Linked DNA regions of Mus musculus: region 2 is linked to region 1. The links are chromatin contacts, called in public promoter capture Hi-C maps. All regions are on one chromosome and are shown on one strand. Each heading gives the region's core, a stretch centred on a gene start, on an enhancer-like site or on the middle of the called end of the contact. The rest is flanking DNA. Distances are from core to core; before and after follow the strand shown. Region 1 holds the start of Aldh1l2 (aldehyde dehydrogenase 1 family, member L2). Region 2 holds the start of 4930463O16Rik (RIKEN cDNA 4930463O16 gene).

Evidence for each region. Promoter capture Hi-C pulls out the DNA fragments that hold promoters and counts their contacts.
Region 2: a promoter capture Hi-C map of embryonic stem cells shows a contact between it and region 1, with 6 times the contacts expected there. The contact joins the promoter of 4930463O16Rik here to the promoter of Aldh1l2 in region 1. A contact is called at or near these places in 8 of 39 promoter capture datasets (the 3T3-L1 cell line, embryonic stem cells, hippocampal neurons and 2 more).

Annotation. Positions count from the first base shown.
Region 1 is chr10:83,530,652-83,538,338 of GRCm38.p6, forward strand. Aldh1l2 (aldehyde dehydrogenase 1 family, member L2) reads right to left here and starts at 3,489. Exons shown (of 23, transcript NM_153543.2): 1 at 3,316-3,489. The coding sequence starts at 3,363.
Region 2 is chr10:84,486,511-84,493,721 of GRCm38.p6, forward strand. 4930463O16Rik (RIKEN cDNA 4930463O16 gene) reads left to right here and starts at 1,783. Exons shown (of 4, transcript NR_108059.1): 1 at 1,783-2,671; 2 at 6,170-6,570.

The sequences.
Region 1 (7,687 bases), core at 2,239-4,738:
AGCTCTTGCCTGAATAGGAGCCATGTGTCATGCTTCACAGAGAGATGAAGCTATGCAAGATTTGCAGATGGCATCATCAGTGACAAGCTTGTGGAGCTCGGTTTCCTGATTGCATCATTCCATGAAGAAGGGATTTGTGTCGATTGTCCTACTGATTTTTTTCCCTCAGTACTGGGCGGCCAAAGCTGAGTCACTGTGGGTGCCAGGCTAGAGGTCTTACATAGCCTAGCCTAGCCCTCGTTGCTTTTAAAAATGCTTTTCAAGCTGGTAATGATGGAACTAACCTTTAATCCCAGCACTCCAGAAGCCAAGGCAGGTGGATCTCTGTGAGTTCAAGGCCAGCCTGGTCTACAAAGCAAGTTCTAGGACAGCCAGGGAAACCCTGTCTTTTCTGTGGTTTATACCATGAGTGTTTGGTGGCCTCAGAGGCCAGAAAGTGGTGTTGGAGTTACAGGTGGTGATGAGCTGCCCAATATGGATGCTTGTAGAGGTCCAGAGGTCCTCGCACACACAGATAAGCCCTGGAGAAGCCAGGAAAGTTAAACACAGAGTTTCAAGCTCTCGCCTGGAATAAGGGGCTTAGCTATTTTCCCAGATTGCTAGGATGGGGGGTGGGGAGGGGAATGTAGTTTATAATCTTTGCTTCCTGTTGGGCCAAGCTCTGCCCGTGTCCCCCAGAATATGATGTGTGTTTATCCCAGACTCGCCCCCCGCCCCCGCCCCCAATAGAACCTTGAGCATTACTTCTGTGTCACAAAACTCATCCTAATGAGTGACGTCATTTGTGCTTTACCACAAGCTGTAGGCTTAGGGCCAGGCCAATGCTGGCCCCCACAGGCATTGTGTTCAGCCCTGTCAGTCTCCCTAGACCCTAATCTCGAGCACTGTCTCTAAGTCAACAGTTGTACTCACTGGGCTGAGTTACTTGTTCTCTGAAAACTTCCTTCCAAAACTGGGCCATGCTTAAGTATGGCTAAAGTAAGATGCTCTGGGTCAGACTCAAGTCTCAGCCTAGCACTGGTTACCAAAACCAGGTTGAGCCAGTTTGTATTCTCCTCTCACTCTGATCATTTCTTTCTGCTTGTTGTTCCCTTGTTCTTTCTAAAGCCTTCAGGACCCAACCACAGATTCAGGGAACTGAGCTCACGGCCTCAGCAAGAACGCTAAGCCATCTTTTCAAGCACCTCTCAAACATGCATATGCATATGTATATGTGTATGTATATGTGTATGCATATATAATGTATATGATGCATGTATATACATATGATGTATATGTATGTAAATAATTGTTTAAGGAAAAAGAAGGATAAAAACCATTTTTAAAAAGGCCTGTCAGAAGCTGAGGCCTGAAGAGGGATGAGTAGCCAGGTGAGGAGAGAGAGCTCCTGGCATGAAACTGGTGACCACAGAACATCTCAAAGCCTTTAAAGAAAGGGGCAGACACCATTTTCACTCTCCAATGTGTTCCCATCACTGTGATGTCATCTCTCCAAGGCTTTACCAGGGCCATGGAGATGCGGGTACCATTCTCTTAAGTCTCCAGAACTGAGAGCTAATGAAATCTCTATCGGTTCCCCAGCCTCTGCATTTATTAAAAGTCACAGGAAACAGACTAACATGAAGTATAATTCAGATGCAGTCAAATTCACCTTTTTCTTGTGTGCATACCTTGAGCCTGGGCCCTGTGAGTGTGGATACAACCGTGACAGCCTTGTGTGTGTGCTTTGATTCCCAGGACCACCAAGAAGGAAGGCAAGAACTAACTACTAAAGCTTACCTTCTCACTCCTCCACATGTGCTGTGGCATCCCCCCACCACCACATCCTCCACTCCCAATAGAATGTGACTTGAAATTTCTACAAAAGAAGCTGACAGACAGTTTTCCAAAGTGGTTGTATTGCAGTCTTATTAACCATGTAGTGGCCGTTTTCGTTTTAAGATAACGTTTACAGAGCACTGTGCAAAGGATGTGCTTGCACTATCTGTAGATAACTATCTCCGGTTCTTCCCTCATCCTTTACTGTTCTCCTTTTGACCATGAAGAACTATGACCACTTCCCAGCTCTGTCTGCGGCCACCTTCCCATATGTATTCTTGGGGACAGAGGGCCTCTGTGGCAGCCTGCTGCTTTGCCCAGCTATGTTTCTATTCCTGGTATCTGTCACTTGGCTTGTTCAGCTTTTTTTTTTTTTTCCCCTTAAATAGAAACTTCTAAAACCCCAGCATGGAAATCTTATCATCTTTCAAAACTCCTTTCTTTTAGCTTCCCAACAGTTTACTGACAAGGTGGTAGCCAAGACCAGGGTAGTAGACACGGCTCTTAGCTATCTGTGCCCCAGGACCAGATTGCACGGCCAGAGTGGTTAAAGAAACTAAGGAAGGGTCTGAGGGTTACACAGCAGAATGGTCCAAAGCTCAGGGCAGACGGGTCTCTTATAAACTATGACTGTCCCCCAAAGTCACTTGCATTGATTGTACGGAGCAAAATAAAATCTGACCAATTATTTGGATTCTGCCTTCAACTTTTTTTACATATGGCAATGTCAGAGAAAAATACCAACGGAGGAGAAATATTTTTATAACACAGCCAGGATGTGCTGATTACAAAAGCGATTATGTGCACAGGATAGACGCTTTCCTTAGCCGGAACAGGCTGTGTTGTCTCTCCCCAGACTCACCGAAGTGCTGAAGGCAGAGCCACTTGCAACGTGTCGGCTCTCGTTCCATTTCTAGAAGTGATCTGATGCAATCCCACGTCTGTGAGCTGGGCCGGGGCCAGGTTCTTACTCTACAGTTTTACAACACACCAGCGTGGCTACTCCTGCAGCGCTGGGTGATCCTGGAAATCTGGCCGCCACTACTCGCTACTCGGCGGGAAGCATCAAGCTGTCCTAGATTGCTGTGTTGAGCTTGCCTGGGTCCCAGTCTCATCTGGTAGACCTTGCAAGGCAGTCTCGCTCACACTTATCCACCGTTCCGACCCTAAACTGCTCACGTCGGGGTCATGAAATGCAAAAAGGAAAAAAACAGACTGGCTCGTGTCCCTTTACTCATTGTCAGTCCCCAGCCTGCCATCCCAGCCAGACCGCGTCTGCAGCTGATTCCCGGCAGCAGACAAAGGCTCACTTGACAATTCCCATCCCGGATACTGCCACAGGCTTCTCTGGAGTCTTCCAGTCTGAAAAAAAGCTGTTGTCCCTTCTAGCAAGGTCTGAGCATCACTGCCCACCCCAGCCTTGCCGTCCCGGCCCTGCAACCCCCGAGGTCTGGAAAGCAAGACCAGGATGTGGATGCTCGCCTTGACAGGACTCACCCGGCTGGTGGAGAAGTGCCGTAGCGCCTGGCTACCCCGCCACAGCATGATGTAGAGGAGCGAGCGATTGCCAGGCGGGCGGCGGGAGTGGGTAGGTACCAGGGCTGCAGAGGGTTGAGTGCTTCGCTTCAGCTCTGTCCAGCTCTGCTCACGGCCCCGCCCCCTCGAATGGCAGGTCCCGCCCCTCACCGCTGGCAGAGCTCCTGCCCCTAAGCACACGTGACCTGGTGCAGGTCTAGGGAATGAATCGGTGCCTAACCCAAGGGCTTGCTGGACTCCGCCTCTGCTCCATGGATAGCCTAAGTGTTCGCTAGAGGTGGGACCTTCCATAAATTACTCAGACCCGCGGAGTTAGGCAGAGAGATGTACCTTATAATTTAATCGGACACCCTGTAAGGATTACTTTTTATTTTCAACTTGACTCAAGGTAGGATGATCTGGGAAAGGGATTACCTGGACCAGGCACACCTGGATGGAACATTTCTTGGGTTAACTGAGGTGAGAAGATGCGTCCTGATTGTGGGTGGCATCATTTCATGGACTAGACCCTGAACTAAGAGTAAGAGTGAAAAAAGAAAAAAAACAAACAAACAAACAAACAAAAACAACAACAAAAACGTGTTGAGCAGTAAGCATGTGTGGATTTATTCTCTCTCTCTGAGTGTAACTAGCTAGCTGCCTCGGGTTCCCACCTTGACTTCCGGACAATGGTAGATAGTAACCTGGACTCCTAAATTGAATAAACCCTTTCTCCTTTAAGTTGCTTTTTCCTCGGGGTGTTTCGCAACAGAAATGAATTAGAACACTTCGAAAGTTACCTGCCTAACAGTCGCCAGAAAGCAACAGGCACACTTGTGGAGCTCCAGCTTGAACTGGGAAGATAAGGCGCTGGGCACCCTTGCTTTAGGCATAGTCTGATACCCCCATCATCTGAGGATGAGGGTTGGTAAGATACTGTTCGCTGGCCTTGTCGCACACTTCTCGTCCCCAGTAGATAACTCATACCTGCATTTGTGCCTTGCCTCTATGAAGAAACTTGCACACATGCTGTAGTGAAACCTTTGTCCCAAAAGGATTCCTTAGCCTGGAATTCGGGGCTGCGTGGAGTTTCGTTCACTCTTGTATTTTGATATTCTTCTGCCCGTGTGATTATTACTTCCCAACTGTTTATTGTGAATTCATTAATTGAACAGATTCACAGCGTTCTCTGTCACATCCATACAGATGAGTTACTTTTTGTTGGACTCCACTCACTATCCTTAATCCCCTTAAACAACTCTCTCGATTTGTTTATATACTCATGGGGGGCATTGGATACCTAAAGAAGCTGTTAAAGGCAGATCTGAAAGATCTTCAGTTTTGGTTTTTTATTTATTTTTTATTTTTGTTACATTCATGAACCATACACTCTTTAACCCAAAGATGTAACAAACATTTGGTGAAATGTGTCTATTCTTACTGAAGTCTCTGAGACTCTGTCTGGCATTTTCTTTGTAATGATATGAAACAAATGTTACTGACTTCTTGCTTAAATCCATTTCACTTTTGAGCACTCAGAGATCATGCACATTGGTTAGGGAGCATCTTTCCATGTATGTATGTATGTATGTATGTATGTATGTATGCATGCATGCATGTATGTATGTATGTATGTATTTTAATATTTACTTTTGCTGGAGATGTGGCTCAGAGGTTAAGAGCACTGACTGCTCTTCCAGAAGTCCTGAGTTCAATTCCCAGCAACCATGGTGACTCACAATCATCTGTAATGGGATTCAATGCCGTCTTCTGGTGTGTCTGAAGACAGCTACAGTGTACTCATATACATAAAATAAGTAAATAAATCTTTGGGGAAAAAAGATTTACTTCATTTTTAATTAGTGCAATGTATTGTCTGTATGTGCGTGCTTGTGGCCTCAGAGGGACGTTACGGGAAGTTGTAAGTCACCTGAAGTGGATTGTGGGAACTGAACTCCCATCCTCTGTAAGAGCAGTATGAGCTCTTAACCACTACCCCGGTCCAAGACATTGCCCGTAACCCTACCGGTTTATGGGCATGTTTCAGCTTTACTGACTGTATATCAGCTTGAGGAAACTGTGAGGCTTGAGATAATCCTTCTTGGAATGAAATGGTCAGATGTATGCCCAGCCCAGATTATTTTACTTAAGATTCTGCTTTCAGGGAGCTAGAGAGATGGCTCAGTGGTTAACAGCACTCACTGCTCTCTTAAGGTCCTGAGTTCAATTCCCAGCACCCACACGGCAGCTCACAGGTGTCTGGTGCCATCTTCTAGTATGCAGAAGTACATGCAGATAAAGAACTCATATACATAAACATGTAAATCTATCTATCTATCTATCTATCTATCTATCTATCTATCTATCTATCTGTATCTATATGAATCTGCCTTCAGTATCTGAGGAATAAAACAGACTAAATCTTTTTTAAACTGAAATATCTTTTTATTTTGACATTCTCATACTTCATAAATAAAAAGTAATTTTTAGTTCAGGTAGTAGAATGCTGTCATTAAGAAAGAATGTATAAAGATTGATAGAGGGCTGGAGAGATGGCTCAGTGGTTAAGAGCACTGACTGCTCTTCAGAATTTGATTGCTGAGTTCAAATCCCAGTGACCACATGGTGGCTTACAACCACCTGTAATGAGATCTGACGCCCTCTTCTGGTGAGTCTGAAAACAGCTACAGTGTACTTAGATATAATAATAAATAAATCTTTAATAAAAAGATTGATAGAATGGAATTGTAAATAAGATGCATTGAAAGTTTGTAAACATTTGTGCATTTATCAAAATAATAATGTACAGAGCACTGTAATACAGAAGAAATGTAAAAATGAACAAAACACAGTCTGTTTCCTCAGTTTCTTTTATAATCTAAAGCAACTGACAAATGATAACTTGGGAGGAAGAAAATTGTGGAGTTGAAGTGAGTTTGGGACCACATGGCCTCAGAGTCCTGACTTGAAACACGATAAATGATCGATGAGTGTGGGAATGAAAAGACAAGGGGATCTGAGGCGCCTGCAGCTGTGACGTGACCTTGGATTGATTGATGCTCCCAGTTATGATATGGCAGAGGCCAGGGATGCACTGAATAACCAACACCAGCAATCTGCAGTAGCTCAGGTTGGTTGTAGATCTCAGCATCATGGAACAGGGGGTAGAGAGGTTGTGGGATCCAGAAGTAGTGGCTGTCTGCCTCGAACCAGTAACTGCTGGATGGGACAGCACACATGAACTCACACACCTGTGCCTGCATTCACAAGATCTGCAGAAGATGGAGCCAGCCAACATCCTAGCATGGACATGGGAGGGGCTCTTGGAGTCCTGTTCCTGGCTCAGAAGCTACTGGCAATTGACAGCTGCTGAGGGGGAAGTGTAAGTCTTCCACAGGCATAGGGTTCCTGAAAGGCTACCCACACCCCAGTAGGTGGTCCTACAGCTGTGTGCATACAGGTCCACTAAGAGGAGTCAGTGAGCTTTTGAGAGAGAGCGAGAGAGAGAGAGAGGAGGAGGAGGAGAGAGAGAGAGAGAGAGAGAGAGAAAGAGAGAGGATGGATTTGATCAACGCACATGATAGTCACGTATAAAATCCTCAACAGTGAAAACTAAAACAGACCAAGAATGTATTTTTCCTAATTCACAGAAAAAAAAATACTGAAATGACTATAGCCTCACATTTTCTTGCCATTATTTATTCTCTTATAAATCACAGTACCACTTATAATGTCACCTTTATCATGCAATTACCTTATTTCAAAGTTGTATTCGAGAAGAGGTTTATGTTAGGCGACTTTTAAAGTTTACATGGGACCTTTCAGAATCCCAGTTTGCCTTTGAGACAGAGGCAGCACTATGAGTTGAGCGCATCAGCTGAGGAAGTAAAAGATACTTTTAGATAACAGAACGAAGTGTTGTGGCTACCTTTGTCCTCTGGTCTCAGATACAAGGTTCCAGCGTACCCTAGGGGCTCAAGCTACTGGACCTTCAGGCTGTCCCACGCTGCTAACAGCGGGGATTTCCCAACCAAAAGACAGAAGTCAGTGGGCAGAATTTCTCAGCTCCCTCCCATTCATGTCTCTTAAGATGTTGAGCTCCTGGGTCCTCTTCCTCTGACTCTCTTCTCTTCCACTTTTGCGTTTGTTGTTTTACTCACTTGGCACAAATAAATACTTTAATTTCACTTTATTTGGTGTGTGTGCGCATGTATACATGTGTGCTGGTGTGTCTGTCCATGCATATACCACGAGACCAGAGAATGATACCAGTTTTCCTGAATTATTGGTCTCCATCTTATTCTCCTGAAATAGGTTCTCTTACTGAACTTGGAGCTAGACTGGCCGCTGCCTT
Region 2 (7,211 bases), core at 533-3,032, 950 kb after region 1:
ATGCACTGCCCTCCTTATGGCATTGCAAACTAGGCCCTAGTAAATCCTCATCTAAAGTGCTTTGTTATGTACATGTGATATATGGATGTATCGTGATATACATTAATATGTATATACATATGGAATATGTGATATACATGAATATGCACATACATATTCCATATGTAATATGAGATATGCATATGTGATATACATGAAGAACAGACAACTCACTGGGCTGCGAGCTAGAAACACCAAGGTAGCTAAAGAGATCTGCAGAATGGCTGGGAGCCAAGCCTATGAGGAGAGACCAAACCATGAAGAACTGAGGAGACCTGACCCAATGAGTGGCCAAGAAGGCAAAAGACGGCCGAGGGCAGTAATTGCAGGAGACAGGTTGCCAACACTGGGAGAACTCCTGGGTCTGACCACAGGAGGAGTTTCAAAAAGTCACCAAGACTTCCAAGCTCTGACAGCTGGGGACCCACAAGGGCTAAGGCATGAGATTTGAAAACTAGCTTGTGAGTACATGAACCCTGGAGTTACAACATGAAGATCAGAAGGTTCCAACCCCCTTCCCTGCCCCACCCCCGTGTTTGGAGTTGTCATTTATAAAAAACAAAAAAATCTGCCCCGTGCCTCTGTGACTTTCCATTCAAATAAAGGAAAAAGGCTTTCCACCGATTAATAACGCCACGAGGGCTTCCTCTCCACAGCCTCTGTTATTAATGGAACTGCCCTCCTATAATACCCTGGAGGCTATTCTTCCTCTAGCTGATATCTGAATCCATTGTTTATGACAGACTTTCCTAGTCATTCTATGTTGGGGTCACTGTGGTGGTTCAAATAAGAACAGATCTAATAGGCTCCATATATTTGAATGCTTAGTCACCAGGGAGTGGAATTCTCTCAAAGGAGTAGAAGGATTAGAAGGTATGACCTGGTTTGAGGAAGTGTGGCACTTGGGGTGGGCTTTATGGTATCAAAAGCCCCCCCTTGCTCTCTGGCTCTCTTGCTCTCTCTCTCTCTCTCTCTCTCTCTCTCTCTCTCTCTCTCTCGCCTGATGCCTCTGGCCAGAGGATCATCAACAGTCCAATATGGAATTGGCTACTACCCTTCTCGTTCCCCTTCTCCTCTTTTTCCTAATCCTACTAATCCCACTTTGTCTTATAGACTTCTTGTCTCGATCCAAAAGATTTCTAACCAGACATTTAATCAGTTTTTATTCCAAAATTTCCAGCCCTTAGCTCTGATGTCAGAGGCCTGTGACATTTGGTTATATCCTGATGGGAAAGATCAAACTTGCCCCCAAGGAACTCGATGCCCCCAATCAGCAGGAAGCAGTCTAATGATAATATCACCTCCCTTTATGACCCCTGACTTTGTCAATAGTAAACAAAAAAGAGGGGAATGTTGGCTATTCACCCAGCCGGACTTCCTTGCCATAGACTCCCTTTGTAAACTTTAGAAACTGTATACTTTGTCAACTTTGTAAACCCTCAAGGCAGGTTTGAGGACCTCCAGCAACCAGGGCCCATCCCCCAGATTTCTCTAACGGCCCACCCTAACGGTCATATTCTAACAGCTGTAACTGTCATTCCCAGCGCTGAGGCAGGAGAATTTCCAAGCCCCTCCCCACAAGAAAAAAATACCACTTATTATTTAGTAAGAAACTCCACCAATCCCTGAGCTCCCCCAAGCTCAGGTCTTGAAATCCCACCAATCCTCACCCAGGAAAGCTCTGCCTTGGAAAGCTCCACCCCCTAAGAAATCCTATATAATCCCTGCTTGCTGTCTTCTCCAGGAAACATAGGTAACAACCTCATGTACATTTCTCCACGCCCTGTATTCTTCCCTCCCAGTAAATCTCTTTTATGATGTTTGCTGCCTGATGTGACTCTCTCATCAGAAGAAGCCAAGAAGCAATGAAGCAAAGAAGGGTAGATGGGAGCAGGCTGAGGCTCCGGAGCTCAGCTGGGGATACGTCCCCTGGGACCTGCAGTGTAGAAGAGGAGCCGCTAGGGGGAGCTGATAACAGTGTAGCACTCCAGTTGACCAACCATATCCTCCATAAGGGCTGCAAGCCCTCTGCTAAGGTTTCCTCTCAGAGTTGTGTGGTTCCTGGGCTCCCACGTCTCAGAATGTCCTTCCTTTGCGACATTGTCCCACCTCAGAGCTGTGTATGTTCCTGGGCTCCCAAGTCCCAGGATAACTTTCCACTGAGCAGAAACACCAACAGTTGTTATGCCCAGTGCTCGGGAACCCCAGAAGAATGCCAGGAAGTACAAGTCCGATGTTAAAGAGACTCAGAGCAAAGTCTTTCCCACTGTGCAGGTTAGGGATGTGATGCCCGCATCCAGGGGCTTGGAGTATATATACACGTGCATATTCATAGGCAGAGCTCCTCGAACTTTGGGGTTACGTGACTGGGGAGGTGATGAGGGAAAGCTATCCTTCAAACCCGATAACGTTTGTTCAGGGCAAAACCATGCAGCTGGGAGGGGGACCCTCCTGACCTGGGAAGTAACTTTATGGAGCTATCAGGAGCTAGTGTATTTTTACATACTGGTTGCAGCTGTCTGGGAACACTTAATTGCCCTTCCTTCATGGTCCAAGCATGGGCCTTTTATCATTTCAAGGATGTTTGGTCCTTGTTCCCTTCAAGGGCAGGAGCCTTCTGCACCTGAGAAAGGTTGGTTATCAAGGAGAGTGACACAGAAGCAAGGGTTTGTTGTTTTTTTGTTCGTCTCTCTCCCCCCTCCCCGCCGCCCAGAGTAGGGGTGGGAGTCGTTAGGGGGAAGGGAGTGCCACCATGAAAAGGGGAATTGCAATATTCCTGCGCCAGGCTGGGCCTTCTCTGTTTGCCCTCTCCAAAAGAACTGGGGCATCTATGCTGAGAAAGGGGAGGAAGGGGGCTCTAACTGCACCAGTGGCCGGAAAGTGCAGAGGCAGGTTTCCTGCGTTTCTTCACAACTAAAAACATGTTCCTCTATGAAGTTTCCCTCTTTAATAAAACTTGCTGGGGCTTCTTGGAGCCCCTTTTCTCAGCTGGACTTCAACCTCATTGCTATGGTTTGAATGTGCCCACCTCCAAAATTGGGCTTTAGGAGCTAGGGTGCCAAGGTGACATGACCATAAGGTTTGTGCCCCTTACAGATGGAATTGGTGTCATAAACTCCTTCTTGCCCCTTTGCCTTTCCCGCCTTCTGTCATGTGAATCAAGCATCCTCCCAGAGAAGATGCAGCATTCAAGATGCCATTTTGGAATCAGAATCATAAAACCTTCCAGAACACTGACTTTGGACTCCCAAGTCTCTAGAACAGTAAACCAAATAGTTATTATTATTAATCTATTTTGAGGTAGGGGCAGCGAGCACCACCTCACTGAACAAATATGTGGTGGAGAGATGGGGAAAATAGACAACTGGAGAGTAGGGTTGGCGGGCTGGTGTGCAGCAGTCTGGAGCTTGTATACACGCAGACTCAGCCACTGAACGTGCTCCCTGGCTGTGGGTTCTCTCTAGCTCTGGGCAACAACGGAGGCCTGAGATAAGGAAAGCTTTACTTTCTGGATTAGACCTTCTCAAAGGATCACCGTGCTCCATGATGCTACCGGAGGCCACATCGGTGTCTGTGGACCATGCTGCTGCCCAGGCTGCAAGGCCTAAGATCTATGTGGACCTATGTGATTTGTGCCAACTGACACCTTGGTGATGTCCTTGGGCTATGATGCCCAGAAGGGGGTGGATAAAAAAAATGGTAATCTGAGTAGCACATGACGCTCACGATCCATGCAGCCAGCTGCTGAGGGCCTGGGGTAGATCAGTGGTCCTGATATGGCCAGGGGTGTGTCAACGTCTGTGGTCTGAGAAACCACTGAAGGCCATGCTGGTGTCTGTGGGCTGGGCTGCCTGAAGCCATATTGATGTTTGTGAGCTATGCTGCTTTCCCACCCCCACCTCCCAACCCCACACAGCTCTCCATGGTTGATGGCTTCTGACGGGGATGCAAGTGGAGAAAGACTCACCATGTGGGGCTGGCCACCAGGAGTTTGACCATCCTCCAGTGAATCTATGAACAACACAAAATGGAGGTGTTTTTTTCTTCTTCTTCTTCCTTTTTACAGGGTTGAGAAGGTCAGGAGAAAGGGGAGTGGACATGGAAGGACAGGGAAGTGAGGACAATCAGGATGCATGATGTAGTAGTCCCAAATTAGAAAAAGGAGGAGAAGGAGGAGGTTCAAGAAAAGGAAGGGGAGGGGGAAAGGGAGGGAGGGGAGTGGAGGGGAGGGGAGAGGAGAAGGGGGAAGGAAATTACCCATTCTGTAGTAGTCTGTTGCAGTACTGGACCATTCAGTCTCAAATATAGCAGCGCAAGGCAGACTCATAAAATCTACAAACTCTAATCACAGTTTCAAATGCCCTCTGCCCTCTACTCATATTAAGAAGCTCCATCAAACACCAACATGGTTTCTAACAGCTCAGGGTTAAATCTCTAGGATGATCCTAGCATCTCTTCTCAGGTCTGCCATAGAAAGATGGCGGCCACAAGAGATTTCAGGGTCCCTTTAGGTGTTCCAGCATGAGGTCTGCACCAAAGTTCTTCAATTCCAGGGATTCTCAAAGGTCTGGCTCATCTAAGTTGAGAGAATTGGTGAGTGGCGTGTCCTTCCCCATGAGGAAGAAAGACACCCATGCCTGGCTCTGGCTTCCTGCAAATGTCCTCCTCAAACAATAAACTGAGAAGTTTAAAAATTGCACAATTTCTTAGCATGTACTAGACAGGTGTTCTCAATCTTTGGGTGCTTGGCCAAAATTCCAAAAGTCAAATTTAATATTCTGTCACCCAAGAAATGACTAATTCGAAATGCCAAGGGGCCTCCTGGGAGGATACCTGGAGTCAGCCCCCTCCGCCCTGTACTCAGGAAAAGGATCAAGTGTCTTTTGGGGGCCTCAATAGAGACTGGATTTTCAAAGAGCAAACACTCTCCCATGCCTTGTCCTTCCTGTTCCACAGCACAGGACAGCCAACACTACGAATGTCTGGAGCCGTAGTTGACTTTAAAATTATGGACTACAAATTCCTATGGAAAGTAGTTTAAAATCTGTCTAGAAAAAATGACGATAGTATTATGATAATCATGACTAGAGATGTGGAGTGTGTTTCCACAGCCTCTGAATTTTTTATTATCATTCTGTGTGTAGGTGGCACTGGAGATCCACACATGTCCCAGTGACCAGGTGGAGGTCAGAGGACAGCTTTGTGGAGTCTGGTCTCTCCGGCCAACTTTATGTAGGCTCCAGGAATCAAATTCGGGTCATCAGGCCTACGTTGCAAACGCTTAGCTCTCTGAGCCACCAGCTAGCTCTTACCCTGCATTTTACCACAGTGACTGACCCAACTCCTGAGAAGATTGCCTTTACAAGAGGAGATTTGGTTTGACGCATGAAGTCAGAGGTTTCCAAACGTTGATGGTCACCCGGCCCTGTCACTTTGGACCTAAGATGAAGCAGAAGGACATCACGATGCATGGTGGGGCATGAGGAAGATTGCTTGTATTACAGCAGCCAAGAAGCAGAGAGGGGAAGAGACCAAGGGTGACATATACCATGCTGGGTGTACTGCTAGTGGTATACGGTCCTCTTCCCATACAATCATGTCATACAAGCAGTGCTATACAATCATGGCCCCAACAATGGGTTAACCCACTGATGAGTGTCTGTGTATGTGTGAGTGTGTATGTTTACATGTGTGTGCAGATGCTTTTATGTATTTGTGTGTGTATATACATGTTCATGGTTATGTGTGTGTGTGAATGGTGTGTGCGCAGATGCTTTTTATGTGTTTGTGCATGTATACATGTGTGTGTGTGTGTGTGTGTGTTTAGAAGGCAGAGAACAACCCTGGCTGACATTTCTTAGGTGGTATCCATCTTGGGCTTTTTGATGCAGGTTCTTTCATTGTCATGAAGCTAGCCACACAGATTAGGCTGTTGTGTCCTGCCAGCCCCAGGGACCCAACTGTCTCTACGTATGACCATGTACCGCTATACCCAGCTTATTATTTGTTTTAACATAGCTTCTGGGGAATGAACTTCAGGCCCCAGTACTTACAAGGCAGGAACTTCAATGACTTTTCCTGCCAGCCTGGCCCTCTTCTTGCCTTTTCTCACATTTAATATGCTATTCAGGTTTCTGGATCCAGCTGAAGAGCTCTATCATTCCATCAAAACCATGAGAACTGCCTGAGCTAACACTGACTGCTACTTGAATCTTGTGAGAAGCCTGAGACAGAAGGGCAGCCACACTCTGGGTACCCAGCTGTGCCACTCTGAATTCTAGAGTGTCTTTAACCTAGCGGACTTGGTAGTCACTCAGGTTATAGCAAGAGACAGCTGATTTATGATAGCTTCAAGTGTGGTGTGCCGGCTATCTTGATTGTCAGCTCGGCGGGAGTTTAGAACTACCTAGGAGATAAGCTCAAGTGTGTCTGTGAAGATGGTTCCAGAGGTGAAACTAAGGAATGGAAACATGAAAGTGGGTGACACCCCACACACACTGGGCTCCCAGACTGATGGAAGAAAAGGAAAAGGTGAGCTATACAACAGCACTGCCCCTCCCTTCCTCCCTTCCCCCACTCTGCTTCCTTACTGGAGGCACTATGTAACCAGCCATCTCACATTTCTGCCACCATGGTGCCTTCCCAGTTGTGACAAACTACACCTTAAGCTCAGAGCCAAACAGACCCTTTCTCCCTTAAACTGATTTTGTAGAGTATTTAGAGCAACAAGAAAAATGATTAAGACCTACAGACTCTGGAATTAGTGTCTGATACAAACCTCAATCCTATCATTACTGGGTGACTGCAGATATTTACTATCCTGACCCTCAGTTTCCCCACCTGAAAAATGGAGACATAGTTACGCCAACTTCACCACTAAGAAAATAACCAACTGAGACAGACATGTCAGATCCCCATCCCAAGTTGGGTCATGAAGGTCACTGAGGGTGGGTCATAAAGAAGGGACCATGCAAATATCAGTTATCTTCCGAACCCTCCCTCCTAGAAACTCTCTGGTGGCTTCCGAACAAACGAGCCCACCTGTCTCTGGATTTTTAGTGTGTTCGATGCAGTTTTGTAAAGAAGGAACTGACTGGTGTTGTCACTCTGAGCACAACTCGCTGTGTTGAGGACTTGACACATCATGTCACGTTTGATCCTTGCACTGTGCT